Regions from separate parts of the Mus musculus genome. Here region 2 is linked to region 1. Evidence: chromatin contacts called from public HiChIP or PLAC-seq data. All regions are on one chromosome and are shown on one strand. Each heading gives the region's core, a stretch centred on a gene start, on an enhancer-like site or on the middle of the called end of the contact. The rest is flanking DNA. Distances are from core to core; before and after follow the strand shown.

Evidence for each region. HiChIP or PLAC-seq counts read pairs in DNA pulled down with a chosen protein or histone mark.
Region 2: a FOXA1 HiChIP or PLAC-seq map of pancreatic cancer cells shows a contact between it and region 1. The contact joins the promoter of Pfkm here to the enhancer-like site in region 1. A contact is called at or near these places in 1 of 39 promoter capture datasets (embryonic stem cells) and 4 of 115 datasets of contacts at active chromatin or transcription factors (CD8 T cells, the SCID.adh cell line, effector CD8 T cells and 1 more).

The regions. Positions count from the first base shown.
Region 1 is chr15:97,848,974-97,854,635 of GRCm38.p6, reverse strand. The region is part of intron 1 of Gm33690 (a long non-coding RNA gene); the gene reads right to left. It overlaps Vdr (vitamin D (1,25-dihydroxyvitamin D3) receptor), which reads left to right. Exons shown (of 10, transcript NM_009504.4): 10 at 1-209. Among named protein-coding and RNA genes, the nearest start is that of Gm33690, 4.3 kb to the right of the region's middle. Within about 2 kb of position 4,260, at least 27 of the 459 cell types and tissues checked have an H3K27ac peak or open chromatin away from gene starts, as enhancers often do. A contact at or near this core is called in CD8 T cells, the SCID.adh cell line and pancreatic cancer cells, where this site is marked.
Region 2 is chr15:98,105,129-98,110,630 of GRCm38.p6, reverse strand. It overlaps Pfkm (phosphofructokinase, muscle), which reads right to left and starts at 2,160. Exons shown (of 23, transcript NM_001163487.1): 1 at 2,020-2,160.

The sequences.
Region 1 (5,662 bases), core at 3,011-5,510:
GACAAATCTGGTGGAAGTCAGACATGGCTCTAAAGAGCTTCCTAAGAGACTTCCCGAGAGAGAGACAAAAGTGTTTGTTTGTTTTGTTTCCAGGAGCTTGTCAAATAAACCAATGAAAAAGCTTTGCCGATGATAATAAAAGATGCTCACACTTTCATAGCGCTTGCTACGTGACAAGTACCGCTGTAAATAAATGCCTCATGAAAACCAACTTGCTTGCTCTTTGTAAGGACCCCGTGAAAGATGCGCTGGTTTTGTCTCCACGTGGCGGAGGGGATTCGTCACCCAAAGCTCACTGGTGGTGAGGGAGGGGTGGGATTTAGACCCGGGTACCTCTCTCTGGAAGTCTTAATTAATTGCAACATTCTACTGCCCCCTACAGAGTTAAGTGGTGTGACAAATGATAGGCCCTCTTGCTACCACCCTAAGTAGGATGTGAAGGCTTCCGTTCAGTGATGGGGAAATGGAGGTGCTGGATCACAGAGTGCTCCCCCACACACACACTAGAAGTATTTGGCCTAATGTGTTAGCCCCAGTTAGGTGTGGCCCTTGCCAAAGAACATCAAGAAAGAAAGCCAAGTGATCACTGGTAACATTAGCTCTTGCGTTAGAAACTGTTGCTCAGCCCAGACTCAGGGTGTTACAGTAACCCCTGTGCACAAATACGGCTCCATGAGGCCCAGTGGAGTGAGATACACACAAGAATTCTCAACCAAGGACTTGGAATTGCAAATGTCACTGCCGAGTCCTACCCAGGTTTTTTGTTTGTTTGTTTGTTTGTTCTTGTTTTTAAGGTTAGTTCAGAAACCTGGGAGTGTGGTTTACTTTAATTTGCAGAAACATCTGAAAAGTTTTCAAGCCACAAACTAAGATGTCCCAGCAGAATGAGATGGGAATAGAGGAACCTGGAGCCAGAGCTAGGGGCCTTTGTCATGAAAAATAAGTTGACTTAGAGACAGAAACCCATAGCTGCCTGAGGCAGGCTTGTCTCTGTCTGTAGGAATGTGAAACTGAGAAACAGCTCAAATCCTCGGTGTTCTCAGAGATGATGCAGGAGAACACACAGTCTAGAAAAACGTCTTAAAATCAGATCAAAGAGATTTTGAGTTTTCACAGGCCAATCTTCTCCTTTGTTCTATACCTGCACTGTTGAACCACATAATTTCTGTTATTTTTTTTTCAAGACAAGGTTTTTCTGTGTAGCCCTGGCTACTGAACTCACTCTCTAGACCAGGCTGGCCTTGAACTCATGAGATCGGCCTGCCGAGCGCTGAAATTAAAGTCATGCAGCAGTATGCCCTGCTGAATTACTTGGGAGGCAGGGGCAGGCAGATTTCTGAGTTCGAGGCCAGCCTGGTCTACAGAGTGAGTTCCAGGACAGCCAGGGCTACACAGAGAAACTCTGTCTCGAAAAACAAAAACAAACAAACAAAAGAAAAATTGAAAATCATCAAAAGCAAAGGAAGGAAGAAGACGCCTAAGCGCCTGCCCTGGCCCTGCGGTGGACACCATTACAATGAGCACATATTTGATAGGGAGCCGGGAAAGACGGAACACACAATAGAGAGAAGGGAGAAAAGGCTAAGCCGAGAGGTGTGGGCACTGTGGAGAGAGGTGGAACTGGAGATGTGGTGGTGGTGAGGAACGGGCAGAAATGAGAAGCTGTGGTAAGGTCCTGCTGCTGTCAAAGGCCATGTCTGGGTCCATGGTGCTACTGCAGCAGCTGGGGTCTCTAATGATGTCCATGGTCCATGCTGCCACTGAGGGCCATGTGGATGTCAGTGGGCTGGGCTGACCATGCCTGAGACCATGGTGATGAATGGAGGCTATACTTATACCAGGAGCCAAGCTGATCTCAGTAGCCTATGCTGCTGCCTGAGGCTATGGTGATATCCTGGCCTGGGATGCTGCAGGCTGTGTCTGGGTCCATGGTCCTGCTGCAGGTGGGGTCTATGTCAATATCTGTAGCCTGAGTTATCACCAAAGGACATGCGAATATCTGAGTTCTGAGATGCCATCGGAGACCATGTGGACATCTGAGGGCCATGCTGCCACAGGGGGCATACTGATCTGAGTGTCCTATGGTGCCACCTGAAGCCATGGTGACATCCAGGCCCATGCTGCCACAAGGGGGCCATGTCTGGGTCTGTGGTCTTATCCAGCCAGGCCCTTGTTACCACCAAAGGTCATACAGATGTCACTGGTCTGGACTACTTCCTGAAGCCATGTTGATGTTCAAGCCCTGTGCTGAACTGGCCCTGCCCTCACCAACAACCATACTTAGGAGAATTGGCCTCGCCCCTCACTGCTGTGACACCTGGGAGAGTGTCCCCACTCCTTGCCTGGACAAAGCGGGAGAGCTAGCCCTGGTGGTGTGGGTGCAGGAGAGCTGGTGGGCTGACCCAACTTAGCTTCCACCCAGGCCCAGATCTGGGTCTCTGAGTTGGCTCACCCCACCATCTACCCCATCTATGAACTGCTGGAGTGTGTGAAGGGTCTAGTCCTGAAGACCCAAAGCTGTAGCATCTCCATGACACAGGGCAACTACAGGATATCCAAGAGGAGTTACAGTGAAGAGCCGGGATTGATAGTGTAGCAGAAGCCAGAGGGCTTGAGCCAGACCTGACTCATTGCAATGAACATTTGAAGTAAATCCGTCTGGGGCAAAAGGGTGTACTGTGTGATACACTGGAACACACTACAACTTCCACAGTGAGATTTTGTTGTTGTTTGCTTGTTTGTTCTGTCTTTGTTTTCTTTTGGGGGTTAGATTGCAAGGGTAGAGGGCAGATATGAAGGGATGGGGAAATGAGTGCGATCAGAATGTATGATGTGCAGTTCACAAAGAATCAGAGCTAAAAAGTTAAAAAAAAAAAACAACAAGAAACTCACAAAAGAAGAAAGAAAGGAAGAGAGAAAGAAAGAGAGAAAGAAAGAAAGAAAGAAAGAAAGAAAGAAAGAAAGAAAGGAAGGAAGGAAGGAAGGAAGGAAGGAAGAAAGAAAGAAAAGAAAAGAAAACCAAAGGACAGCAATGGTTATGTGGAGAGACCCTGTCTCAAAACCACAAAAAATAAACAAACAAAAGGGCGTTTCTACTAGACATTTCAGGAAAAAAAAAAAGAGTCTCATAACTGTGGAAAAAAAAAAACGAAATGAGCATTCAACTCTTTAACTGGATAAACCATGGCTCTCAGAGTTACCAGTGCTCAGTGGCCTCAGAGCTACCATGAGGGATAATGTCCTTTGGGCAGGGATGGTCATCCCAAGCCGTCTTCCCTAGTGCTATATTTTTGGAGACAGAGTCTTACCATACAGCACAGGCTGACCTGGAACTTACTATTGAGCACAGACTAATTTCAAACTCAATCCTCCTGGTAGTGTGAGGGAGGAGATGTTGTGGGCGAGGCTCGCTACTCCAGATAACAGCTCCGAGTCTCCTGTATCTGCACTTGTCATATACTGGGGAGTGTTTTGAATGGGGATCAGGAGAAGCATACCCTAAAATGTACTTTGAGGGCCATAGAGGACTTCTCCATACTGGAGAGAGGTCTCAAGAAGTAGCTTGAGACAGAGGGAGAAGCTGCGCTGGGAAACATCCCATTGGCCTAATGCCTCTCAAGGAGAGCCTGGAGTTGGGCTGGCCTTTGGATGATATCCAGTTGAGGAAGATGGATTTTTTCCACTTTTACATCAAAGAGCCGTTAGATACAGGCTGTCCCCAGAATTAGGGGTGACCTTGACATGTCCTTGACATATACCAAGGGCTGGTAGGAGTGAAAGATATTTCTTTACATTTTATCTACCCTGGAGAGACCTTTTTCAGAGGACTGTTCAAACTTGAGGAGAAGGTAAAATTATCCCAGTAGCTTCCTTGTGGATCTGGGAAGGCAGACATCCCCCTTCACAGGGTCCTTTGAGGCTCTCCCAGAAGAGAAATCTGAGCTGGAGCTCCACCACTAGGGGGAGTTACTACCCTACAGCAACGGCCCCCCAAGGTCCTTTTGCTGAAAGCACCTGATGGTGTTCCCCTCCCCTTACCCCAGAACATTGGACACCTCAAACCAGGGCCTCCTAAGGTCAAGATCTTGTATTTGTGGCCTCTACCACCTACTTGTGCCGAGAGTGAGCTAAGCCTCAGGCTGCCCATAAGGCTGATTGTGTGTTCTTTCCAAAGTTTCTAAGCACAGACTCACAAACAGACCATTTGAGACACTAGCAGTGGAAACCACAGTAACAGTTAAAGGAGGAGACTACTACACCCAGTCCTGAGGTTGTTACATGATGCTTCTGAGCCTTAGTTTCTTCTTCTATAAATGGTAGCAGTAACAGTAGCCACCTTGAAGGGTTACTGTTGCTACAAGTGTGTTAAAATTCATCACAAGGGCTCAGTGGTTAAGAGCACTGATTGCTGTCCTGAATTCAATTCTCAGCAACCACATGGTGACTCACAATCATCAGTGATGGGATCCAATGCCCTCTTCTGGTGTGTCTGAAGACAGCTACAGTGTACTCATATACATAAAATAAATAAATCTTAAAAGAAATTCATCACAGTAGCTGGCACATAGCCATCGACCATAAAGGCCTGCCAGCATCATTGCTGAGCTGCAGGGTGACCAAATAAATATGCCCTAAGATAGATGGCATTGTTCCCATGCTCTGATCACTGATTCTTGGAGGCTTGATTGTCCCCAAATGATGTCTTAGGCCTCTTCTTCAGATCTCTGCCTCTTGCTAGGGGCTTCTGTTCCCTAAATATCAGCAGCTAAAGAAAGTGTCATTCAAACATCTGGCCACCAGAGGGCGTGTGAGCCACTTAATAAGCCAAATTGGACCCAACCAAACCAGACTGTGGGCAGCTGGGAGTGGAATCCAAATTGAGACACAGAGGACTATGGTTACTGCTGTCACCAGCTTCTTCCATCTCAGTCCTTTCTTCTCCAACTTCATCCCCACAAAACAATAAATGACGGAAAAGAACAGACAGCAGCAACCGCTCCCCACCTCCTGACGTCATGGCGCGTGGGTCACACCCACCCCGGAGGTTGACGGTAGTACGCGCTCAGAGAAAGAAGACGCTGCACAAGTTTAAAGAATCCGATCTGATCTGATGGCTTTGGTTGTGCCACGTTTTCCCCGCTCACGTATCCCAGCATGCAGTGTAAATCCCACCTCATCTCTCCAGGGTCCTTGTGTTCCTGCACCAGATGTTAAAAGTGATCAGGCCAATGCTGTATCCAACAGGTTCCAGTTCTCTACTTGTGCGTGTTGGAGCCTGCGGCCCAGCAGTTCTCAGATGCTCAGCCAGAGGACTCTCTCGCCTCACAAAGAGAAGGAACCCTGAGAACTTTTGCTTTTGTAAATTATATCTAGCTGCTAGGTGTGATGGTAGACAGCTGTAGTCCCAGCACGCAGGAGATGGAAGCAGAAGGATCAAGAGTTCAAGGCCAGCCTAAGCTACATTGAGAGTCTGAGGTCAGCCTGAGTTACATGAGACACTGTCTAAAAAAAAAAAGAAAAAAAAAAGAAAAAATGGCAATATTTATGATATTAGAAATCAATACAGGGATTTAAAGTAAATACTATTACCTTTCTAAATATAACAAAATGAATCTATCTGACATTAATTTAAACGATTGTTATTAAAAGGACCATTCTTTGG
Region 2 (5,502 bases), core at 911-3,410, 260 kb before region 1:
ACATTGCAACCCCGTCTCAGAGACACAAAACACAGAAAGCAAAGGCAGAGTCCGAGCTGCCTGCTCATCCTCGTTCTGCGCTCTCACACTGGGGCAGGGACTGGAGCCATGGTCTGGCGCTGTGCAAAGCCTGAAATACTGTGTCCTCTTAGTAAAGTCTCCTGACCACTGGACTGCACTGCTGTTAAGGGTAATTCCTCTATGTGGACTGAAAATTTCTCCGGGGCTGATTATTTTTAATTTACATCCAGTGCTGAAGAAATGACTCAGCAGTGGCTGCTTTCTCTTCCAGAAGATCTGGGTTCAATTCCCAGCACCCGCATGGCAGCTCACGACTCTCTGTTAGTCATCCGCACTGGATGCCCTCGTCTAGCATCCACAAGCATGAGGCATACATGCGGTGCACAAACATACATTCAGACAAAACTTATAGCCAAAAAGAAAAAGAAAACAAGGCCAGTTCTAGAGCTTACGCACTGAAGTTTGTGCACACAGGAAGCTCAGTAACACTTGCTGAAAAGCATCAGTGACCCGATGTACCACAGATGTGTGAAGAGCAGGCTTGGGGTTGGGTGTAGCTCCATAGTCTACTGCTAAAAGCACACTCAGGTCTGGGAATATGCTACAGTTGAACAGCATTTGTAAGGCCCTGGGTTGGATACATCACAGGTAAGGAAAGGAGGGAGGGAGGGAGATGGAATCAGTCTGGATGGCCATAAACAGATTAATGGGTAATGGAAATGTGGTACATGTATGGAATGGAATTTTACTCAGCTATAAAGAAAAAAGCCTAAATTATTGCTTTTTTTTTTTTTTTTAGAAAAATGGATGGATCTACAAAGTGTAGTATTAAGTGACCCAAACTCAGAAAGACAAAAACTACATTTCCTCTGTCTCTCATATGAAGCTCCTACCCTGTAAAGTAGACCTGTATACGCATGAACGGGAGTAAGTGTGGGTAAACCCTTAAAAATTAGAGACGAGACCAAGAGAGATGAGAATAGGTGATGAAGGATGGGGGAGGGGACATGAAAGGAGAAGAGAACAGAGGGGTGCACAGCAAAGTCAGGGGTCACGGGGTGGGTGGGGGAGGTGAGAGAAAAGGAGGGTCTACTAAAACGAAATTTTGTTCTAAAATGTCCCAGAGATAACTAATAGCTCATATGCTAATTTGAAATAAAAAAGCAAATCAAAACACTCAGGCACATGTAGGACTTAGAAAGTGACAAACCGGGAAAGCAACATGAACACACATAAACCTGGCATGCTAACGTCTCGATTTCTGCTGGTCGTGAGAAAGACTACATGATTAGAGAACCCAATGGGAACCCAAAATTTTGGAAAAGAAGAACATTTATCTAACTGTTCTGGCTCTTTTTCCCTGAGGGTTTTTCTTTTATTCCTGGAGTTCGTCACCAGATTGGCTCATCACCTGTAGAAGCCCCCACACTTCCCCATGTCGTGCTTTCAGTGGAAGAGACGAGTTCACCCTACCAAGGTTAGCTGGCCTGTGACAGCGGCTCACGTTCTCCTGAGTTTGTATGTCAAGAGGCACAGGACACAAAAATACATGCAGTTCGTATGCCCCCATACTTCATGGACTCACGGTGACACGCATGTGACATAGTCACTGATGCTAAATATAAATATACAGAATCGTATGTGTGTGAGCTCGCAGGGGGCAGGAGGAACACAGCCTGGAAGCATCATAGGTGCACCAATTTGAACTGGATATGTGCCAGGGGAGGGGTCAGGCAACCAAGTGCAACACAGCCCAGCACCCCTGCCCATGCCTCTGGGATCTGAGCGTGCAAGTGCTGGGCGGTTAACCGAGGGGCTCCGCTTCTTCACGAGTGCCCAGCACCCATCCCCCCTCTCGCCTGCGATTTCGGATGCCTTGTCACGTCTGGCCCTCTGTTCCTTTCCGTCCTCCCCACCGCCTGCTCCCGGCACGGCACGTTCGCTCCCACCTCACTCTTGGCTTCGCCCCTCGCTCTCCACCCAAGGCCTCCCTCTTGCCTTGTAGTTTTAGCTCTCCTCCGCCGCTGCTTTCTTGCAGATTGTCCTTGGGGAAAGGGGGAGGGGAGCTTGGCGAACACGGGGAGGAGCCAGGTGGAGGCAGCCGCGGGAGGAGGAGAGGCTTCCAAACCTCTACAGGCCGAAAATGGCAAGGAGGCTCCGCCTCCCTCTGCTTGCCTCTCTCCTCCTCTTCCTCCACCCCTTAAGAACCCTGATGCCTTGTGGCCGCTGCTTGCATGCTTGCTTCCCGAGCACATCTTTATCTTGGGAGCTAGCTGCTCGTGTGCGTGGTGAGGGTTAGAATTTATCTAGTTGCTAATCTTGTCTCCAACTAAGCCAACTTTTTCTCTCCTGGCTTGTCTGCTATTCCTTGAATTCAAACGTGTGCCACTGTTAAAATCCAACCACAGCAATTGACCACCCCTATCGCGCTTTCAAGGGACATGTTTATCTGGAGTCTGTGTGCCAGGCTTTGTCTTAAGACAGATACCTGCCTTTAAGAAACACAGAACACTGGTATATCTTATACAATAACCTCAAAAGTCTTTCCACGTTTGCATCATTTCTCAGAGAGGAAAGAGGGCGAATCCAGCTTGCATGCTACCACGGACCAAAGAGGGAAAGGCCCCTTCTCAAGTCCGCAGCAGCAGGTTGCAAGAGTCTGGGAGGGAAAAGCTACCTCCCAGAAGATACTTTTGCAGCAGGCGCTCTAAGGAACACTGGGCTGGTGTTCCCTGAGCACCACCAACATCCCCAGCTCACACCCTCTGCTCTGCTGCCTCCCCTCTTGTCTTTGCTTGAATGCTTATCCACAGTCAACTTTACTCTGTGTCCCAGGACCGGCGGATTTCTCTACTGCCCTTTCTTTCTCTGCTAGCTTTGCCTCTGCCATGTACATTCCGGCTGCCAACGATAAGAATGCAAGTGAACCTATAAAACCGAAGGCAGTATTTGCAAATCATGTATCTGATAAAGGACTGGGATGTAGAAGAAAGACCCCTCAGACCTGCCTAGTAACCCCACCCGGTGCTGGTGCGGTCTGCCTTTCTGTACCCTTTCCCCCACCCACCTCCCATCTTCTACCTCTCTCAACCCTCATCTGAGAGTTTCTATTTGTCGTAGGTGGTGATTAACACAGCAACCACAGCTGGACAAAGTGCAACAAATAATAGACCGCACCCCCACCCAGGAGGCCCAGGAATCATTCCCAAGGAAGGGTCAGAAAGAAGGGAAGGGCCAGAGGCAGTGGGAGGCTGCAAGGAAAATTATCTTATGGGCACACCGGGGCAGCTGCAGATATGAATCCAGAGCAGTTTCGACAGCATTTACAAAATCTGTGCAAGCCAAGTCCAGACCATTCCAGCCATGGAGCAAATGGCAATCCTTAGCTGCTGGAGGCAGGGAGAGACAGTTTTCTGAGAGTGTAGCCCCTGATGAGTTGACTCCAGAGGAAGACCACATCCAACATTGTTTGGGCAGCACAGATTGGTCTTAAAGGGTTAAAAGAACACAAAACCGGGTGGGTAGCGAAGGGGAAGAGATTGGGAAAAGCATGGGGAGTGGGGATGAATTTGATCACATATGTATATATGTATGTATGTATGTACACATCAGAGGAGACTCAAACCTCTCATAGAACTAACTTTAAAAATAATAAACTTTATACGCGAATAAAATCCTCTAACAGCTCAGTAGTAAAAAAGACAATACGTTTTAAAATGGGCAAAGGATCTGGACAGATATGTTATCAAAGAAAACACAGTTGGCAAATAAACATACGCAAAAACATTCATTTGTTCTACCACCAGGGAGCTAAGAGACTCTTACCCAGCTATCAAATGGCTCAGATAGGAAGAGATAATATTAAATACAGTGAGACTGCAAGGCCGACCTGAACATTAGTGAACATCGTTCATTGTTGGCAGAATGCCCATTAGTTAAAGGCAACTTAACAGTTTCCAGTCACAGACATGGCCATCACATAACTCTTAAATGAGTTACATCATGCCCTCAAACATATTTACAGCAGCTTTGTTCACTCTTGCCCCAAAATAGAAGCAAGACATCTCTCGAGGTAAATAGGTAAAGAAAGCGTGGTATGTTGATATGACAAAGCACTATTCAACAATAAGGAAAATTAATTATCAAGCCGTGAGCAGACATGGTGGAAGCCTAAATGCACCTTTCTCAGCAAATCAGGCAGTCTGAAAGTGCTACCTGCTATATAAGATTCCAGCTTTCTGGCTTTCTGGAAAAGACAAAACTATGAAAATCAGTGGCTACTTAGGGTTTGAAATAGAGAGGAATTTGTGTAGCGCATAGACAGAGGATCTTAAAGGTGGTGTGTAGGAGGTGTGCCTGATATTTTAATTGGGAATCTTGAGTGTCAACACTAAAGGTCCTGTTCCCCAACTGGTTCTTGATTGATCAATAAAGATGCTAGCAACCAATGAACTGGGTGGAATGGGCAGGACTTCGAGTTTTCCCCCAGGCAGGAACAGGGGAGGAAGAGAATTCACCATGCTTTGGAGGAAGAAAGAGCCATGAGCCATGTGAGATCTTGGGTGGAGTGCCCGTCAACTGCTTCCCCAGCAGGGCTTGGAGTAGCAGGTAGGATATTAGAAACATAATTAAGCTGAGGGCAGATTTAGGGTGCTGAGCTGGGAGTGAAAAGGAGGGTTCGATGGCTGAGGAAGGCTTAGAAGAGCTGGGCCGTTGAGCTAAAGGATATGAAAGATAAGCTTATGTGTGTGTCCGTGTGTCTTTCATCCTGGGATCTAAGGGAACCGGGGTGGGGCTGGAGCGTGGTTGACCCGGAGCTTAAAGCTGGGTAGTAGTGAAAACTACATGCTATAGTGGGGAAACTCTTCAGTAATGTTGTGATGGTGGGCATATGTATGGCGCTATGGATGTATCAACACTTGTAGAACTACATAATGTGAACTGCAGACTTCAGTTAATAACATTGTATCAATATTGTTTCATCAACTGCAACAAATCTGCTGTGCTGTATCCATGCAAGATGCTAAAAAACAGAGGAAATCGGATAGGACTCTATTTTGTTCAATTTTTTTAAAAAGAATTTTTGTTCTTTCTGGGATCTTATTTATTTTAGTACACCTGGAGTGTAACTGGATAAATCTGTAACCCTCTAAAGCCCGTAATTTATCTAACTCTTATGACACAAGCATGTTAGTTGAAAGTAAATGAAGTGAAAAAAAGACCACGATAGTAAATAATTGATCTATCCATCCAGTACTGCTTAGGGAGACAGGTACCAGTGGATGCAACTCTTCCAGCACCAGAGAGACAGAGGAGGCGACCCATCGCAAGGGGACAGCTCAATACAGCTTTTCCTGCCTTTTAATTTTAAACTCCCAAGCTGAACTTTTTCCTTTTACCAAATTTTCTTTTCATCAGACAACTTTTGCATTCAAAAATATGATTTCTTCCATGAATATTAACAACTTGGAAAAGGAACTT